2 separate regions of the Sus scrofa genome follow, and region 1 is linked to region 2. A link is a contact called in public HiChIP or PLAC-seq data. All regions are on one chromosome and are shown on one strand. The core of a region is the stretch at or near the end of the contact, and the rest is flanking DNA. Distances in the headings are between cores, read along the strand shown. Region 1 overlaps FBF1 (fas-binding factor 1). Region 2 overlaps EXOC7 (exocyst complex component 7).

Region 1 (2,700 bases), core at 184-2,683, 150 kb after region 2:
GGGGTAGGATCATGTTTCATGCCAAGCCTTCATTCTCCGTCTGATTTCTTCCTTTACAATGTGTGTTTCTGAGCCCTTCCGAGCGCAAGAATGGCATTCAGGGAGTTCCCATCGTGGCTCAGCGGAAACGAATGTGACCAGCATCCGTGAGGATGCAGGTTCAATCCCTGGCCTGGCTCAGTGGGCCAGGGATCCTGCATTGCCCTGAGCTGTGGTGTAGGTTGCAGACACGGCTCGGATCCTGCGTGGCTGTGGCTGTGGCTGTGGTGTAGGCCAGCAGCTGTAGCTCCGATTCAACCCCTAGCCTGGGAACTTCTGTATGCCAAGGGCGCGGCCGTAAAAAGCAGAAAACCCCAGAAAACGAAAAGAATGGCTTTCATCCACGTGCTCTGGCCCTCCATGCCCCTCTGGTGTAAATCCGTTTTCCTGGTTTGTGGGGATCTGCCCACCCAGAGACACAGCCCCGTCACAGGCCTCTGGTGAAACGGGGCTGGCTCCCTCCTGAGGAAAAGGGGAGATGGTCTCCCCTAAATCTTTCTCCAGATTTCTCCTGCCAGGTCCCCTGGTACAGCTGTCCTCTCATCAGATCAAGCCCCAAGCTAGTCTCTGCCAGGGAATTTTGAGCCGTAAATCTGAACAGTTCATAAGCGAAATCTCTCGGCGCTCGGCGGCCTGGCTGGGCCCTAAAACCTTGAGTCGCCCTTGGTGCCTCCTCCCCTTCCGTCCAGCCTGGCCTCCGCCTCATGTCCCTTCTGGCCAACCCGCGTTGCCAGGAGCCAGGGCTGAGCACCTGCCTGCCAACCTGCGGGGCCCTAAAGAGTTGGGATCTCTCCCTTCTTGGCTCCAGAGTCAGCCTCTTTCCCCTCAACTTGAAACCACGCTTGCCCAAGGCCAGGCCGCTGCGACCCTGAGTCGGCCCCTCGAGGCCTCTGACTCGGCTAATGGCGGTGGCTCTGAGTCTCTCATTCCAGAACCGGGAACCGAACCGCCCACCCACTCTGCCTGCCTTTGGTTCTGTTATCTTTCCCAACTCAGCTCTTTTCTGAGTAATTTTCTCACTTTGTTTTGCTTCCTCAATACTGGCCCTGGCGTGCCAGCCGCCCTCCTCAAGTGCAAGTCTATTGTCCTTTCAGAGTTGTTGAGCCGCCAGTCGGTATCAGGGCTCGTGGTGACAGTGAGTCCCGACGCCTCCTCTCCCAGCCTGGTTAGGGTGGCTTTGAATGTCCTCACCCTAGAGCGTCGGTTGACACAGACCAACAGTCTCACCCTACCGCTGCCTCGGATGGCACTTGGTGTCCCCTGACTCAGGCAGGCTAAGGGCCCCAGATCAGATTTCCCGTGACTTTGGACGAAGGGTTATCTCAGGTCCCGCCTTACTGCCCAGGAGCCTGCTCTTTTGTTTCTACGGCCAACAGCTTCAGCGTGTGCTGAGCCTGTGTGAGAAGCTGCTGTCAGCAGATCTTAGGCACCCTCTCGTCCTGGCACTGAGGCAGCAGCTACTAGTAAGGCTGGTAGAAGTCCCAGGAGACCGTTCGGCTTATCTGAGACGCTGTGTGGGACCTCTGGGCTTTTGCCCTGCCTCTGTCCTTGTTCTGTAACCCTGGAGGGGTCGGTTCCCCCCCACCAAGTCCCCATTTGTTCCCCGTGGAGACTGGAGGCAGCGTCCTTCCCAGGCTGCTCAGAGCTCGGGGACACGGAGCCGCCGGCTAAGCACCTTTGGGGCTGCCTCCCGCCTTCTCGCGTTTCCAGGACCTGGATGAAATGGATGCTGTTCTCTTTGGTCTGAAGACGTCGAATCTAGGCTCAAGCACGAGGTCCGCAAAGGTCTCTGGGAAAGAAGAGCAGCCTAGTAAACTGAGACCCGCCGGGGTGTTCACTGCCCACGAGAAAGGTGTGTGGAAGATAGGTCCCCAGACCCAGGGCCACGTGGGGCGTGTGGAGGTGCTCGCGTGTCCCCATGGGTTTTCTCTGCCTGGGCAGGGCGGCCGGGCACTCACTGTGTCCTCGTGGGTGTTTGGGTGTCTGTGGTCGGGGAGGGAGGCGGGCTGAGCTTTTACCCTTCCTCGGCCTCTTCCAGTCCCTCTAAGTCCAGCGTGGCCACTCCTGGAGAAGCCCTTGGAGATTAACTGGAGATTTTCTGGTTGCCTGTACGTCTCCCAAACCTGGGTTTCTGTTTGGAATGACTTGTGCATAGAGGCCTGGGGGAGCTTCCTGACCACATTTCCAGGCCAGAAGCCTGTTTGAGAACTAGGGACCTATCCCATGGCTGTGTCCATGGCCGCAGGCCCTTGGCCGCCGGGTAGAAGCCTGCGCCAGCCCAGTGGTCCCGGTCATCGTGTGGCCGCACGTGGGCCAAGAGAGCCCCAAGGCCTGAGACCTTCCCTCGTCTTTGCTCCCTGCAGGAGATGCCATTCCCGCCAAGAAGCTACCTCCCTCTCCCACCAGCTCTGGGCATCAGTACCGGAAGTTCTCCTTCGAAGGTACCACAGGCCTTGCAGTCATGCCTCTGGGACGCTTCGGTTTTGTGAGCGGAGTAGCCAGGGCGCTGCTTCCTTGCTTCTGCCCGAGGCTGAGTCGCTGTGTCGTCAGATGAGGAGCCGACAGCTGGCAGCACTGATTCGTCCCTCCTCGCTTCAGGGAGGGACCAGTTCTGTTCCACCGGCTGGGCTGTTGGGGGCACGCACTTGCAGGGACTTTGAA
Region 2 (2,700 bases), core at 156-2,655:
AGTAGCTAAGAAGTGGAGAGCAGAGGAGTTCCCTGGTGGCTCAAAGGGTTAAGGATCTGGTGTTGTCACTGCTGTGGCTCTGGTTACTATTGTGGCGCAGGTTCGATCCCTGGCCCGGGAATTTCCACATGCCTCAGCCATGGCAAAAAAAAAGTAGATACAGGAACGTTTATGCTTTTACAGTCAGTCCAGAAAGAAAACCATCCCAGGCCATCCTCTCCAAAGACCCTCACCTGGCTTTTGGGCTCCGCAAGAAGTTGGTGCCTTGCGGTGGGAGAGTTGAGGGAGGGGCATTGAGGTGGAAGAGGCCTGGGCTGTGGCTTGTTGGTTGGCCTGGGCGAGCAGCTCACTGTCTGTCCTTCTTCCCATCATCCTGTCCCCTGTAGTCTCTGCTCCAGGTGACAGTGTCCCTGTGTGTCAGCTTCGGCTTGACAAGCCTGGCTGTTCTGGCTGCTGAGAGGGGTTGCCTTCGAGAGGCCGGGGTGGGGGTTCCAGCGGAGGGGCTGCAGGCACCAGGAGAGAGAGCCAGCGAGCCCTGGGGCTGCTCCCACTTTCGCCCACCCCGTCCAGCTGCTCTGGGACCCGTCCCTTGGGACAGTGTTTTCCCGAGCTGCCCGGCCTCTCAGAGAGCAGGAGATCTGCTCACAGTGGCCCGAGCATCTGCTCCTCCCCAGCGCTTTGTTCAGGGCTTAGAGAAATGGCAGAGGCTGCCCGCAGAGGCACAGCGTCGAGGTCCAGAGGCCGGGCAGCCCAGCAGAAAGTGCACAGCCTTCCCCTCCAGCTTGGCTCTCCTGGCTGCTCCCTCGGAGAACCTGCCACGGTCAGGGACTCTACAAGCCAGCCAGGGCAGCCGCAGCTGCCTGCTCGAGGCCTGGTTCGTGCCTGTGCCTCGTGCATTGGGCTGCGGCTGTTTCCACGAGGCTGCTGGGCCCCGGCCGGGCTGTGCTTTCTTCCCCTCTGTCTCCTCTGGGACCCCTGGAGGCCTGGAACCCAGGCCACATGCAGGATGCTGCTGGCCATGCAGGGACCAGAGATCTGATCTTTGGGCTCCCAGTGGACCTCATCCATCCCAGCCCTGTAGCCCTAGAAGGAAAACGCCGGCTGTGAGCGTCCCTCTGGTTTCTTTGGGGTTTCAAGGGTTGTCCGGAACCTTGGGGCTCAGGTCCGATGTTGGGAGCTAGAGGCAGGCCCCCAGCTCTTGAGGAGAGGGGCAGGGTGGCCTCGGGGGTAACGAGACACCAGCCTCAGCGACATCCGTGGTAACTGGGCGCCTGATGGCTTTAGCGGCTGCCAGATCAGCGTCCCCGACCCACATACATGCCAGTGTGCTGGCGAGGCTCCTGATGGCCCGGCGGGCCCATCTGGTCCTAGTTGGTTGTGGGGCGGGAATCTGAATCGCTCATTAGCAGGACTACTTGCTGAAGGAGGAGAACACAGCGAGACAGGTGCCGGGCTGGAGCCGCACACTGGCTCATGAGTAACTAATTGTGGTTGGCACAAACAGCCGCTCCAGACGCCGTCCCCTCTCCCTCAGTCCTTTGGGGAGCTGCCAGGACCCCAGCAGGCTCCCCGTGTTCAGAGCTGCGGTGGAGGACCTGGGCGTCTCCAGGGAAAAGGGACCAGATCCCACTCAGGGCTGCCTTCCCGGCCCCGGCCCATCTGGTTATCAGGGCAGCTGCGCATGTCTGTTTTCAGTGCTGTTTTTATATTTCCCCACGGTTTCTGCCCTGAGATGTCTCGTTCCCACGGAGGCAGCTGACCCAGGGGCTGCGGGCGCTGCGGTGTTGCTTCCGTTGTTCTCACTCAGGACACGAGCTGTTGGTTTCTGCCCCTGTGCCTGGAGCGTGTGCTCGCTCCTGCTGCCCTCCCTCCAGCCGTCCGTGAGGTGGCCTCTGTTAACTTCTTCTTGGCTTTTGCGTTTTTCCCAGTTGCTTTGGTGGCTCAGGTCACTCCCCTGGTGTGTGGGGCCAGTCTGCCTGGGGGTCTCCAAGCCTGCCCTCCTGGGCATTGCTCTCCTGGGGAAGCTCAATCCCATTTCGCCAACTCCCAGGCTCTGCTCTCCGTTGGACTCCTGTTTGGCCACGTCTTGACACTGAGCGTGCCCAGAGAAGGCTGCCTGCCATCTAGCGGCAGGGGGAGGGTGGGTGGGGGGAGGGGAGTGCCCCCAGGCTCTGCCACCTGGTTGTGCCCTCTGGGTGTAAGAGCTAGTGGGCACCAGCTCCTCCGTCCTGAGCCGCAGTCTTCTGAGTCAGTGCCACTCAGCACTGTTTTTAATTGTCGGCCCCTCCCACGGATCCTTACCCATCTCATCGCCTTCACCCTCTGCACTGCCGAAAACGAGCTCAGATCCAGGAGTTCCCCCTTGTGGCTCAGTGGGTTACAAACTGACTAGTATCCATGAAGACGCAGGTTCGATCCCTGGCCTCGTTCAGTGGGTTAAGGATCTGGCATGGCCTCGAGCTGCGGTGTAGGTGGCAGAGTGGCTTGGATCCTGCATTTCTGTGGCTGTGGTGTGCAGGCCAGCAGCTGCAGCTCCCCTAGCCTGGCACCGTCCATATGCGGCAGGTGGGGGCTTAGAGAGACACACACACACAAGAGCTCAGATCTGGAATGACGAGGGTGAGCGGCAGAATCAGGAGCTCCTCCTGAGGAGTGAAACGCCTCCGTTCCCGCAACTCCTCCCGCGGGTGGAGGTCCGGG

What was found. HiChIP or PLAC-seq counts read pairs in DNA pulled down with a chosen protein or histone mark.
Region 1: an H3K27ac HiChIP or PLAC-seq map of skeletal muscle shows a contact between it and region 2. The contact joins two enhancer-like sites. A contact is called at or near these places in 1 of 47 Hi-C or Micro-C datasets (epiblast stem cells) and 1 of 2 datasets of contacts at active chromatin or transcription factors (skeletal muscle).

Annotation. Positions count from the first base shown.
Region 1 is chr12:5,490,023-5,492,722 of Sscrofa11.1, forward strand. FBF1 (fas-binding factor 1) reads left to right here. Exons shown (of 30, transcript XM_021066608.1): 8 at 1,750-1,891; 9 at 2,403-2,480. Among named protein-coding and RNA genes, the nearest start is that of FBF1, 8.8 kb to the left of the region's middle. Within about 2 kb of position 1,434, at least 7 of the 83 cell types and tissues checked have an H3K27ac peak or open chromatin away from gene starts, as enhancers often do. A contact at or near this core is called in skeletal muscle, where this site is marked.
Region 2 is chr12:5,343,291-5,345,990 of Sscrofa11.1, forward strand. The region is part of intron 6 of EXOC7 (exocyst complex component 7); the gene reads left to right. Among named protein-coding and RNA genes, the nearest start is that of EXOC7, 13 kb to the left of the region's middle. Within about 2 kb of position 1,406, at least 6 of the 83 cell types and tissues checked have an H3K27ac peak or open chromatin away from gene starts, as enhancers often do. A contact at or near this core is called in skeletal muscle, where this site is marked.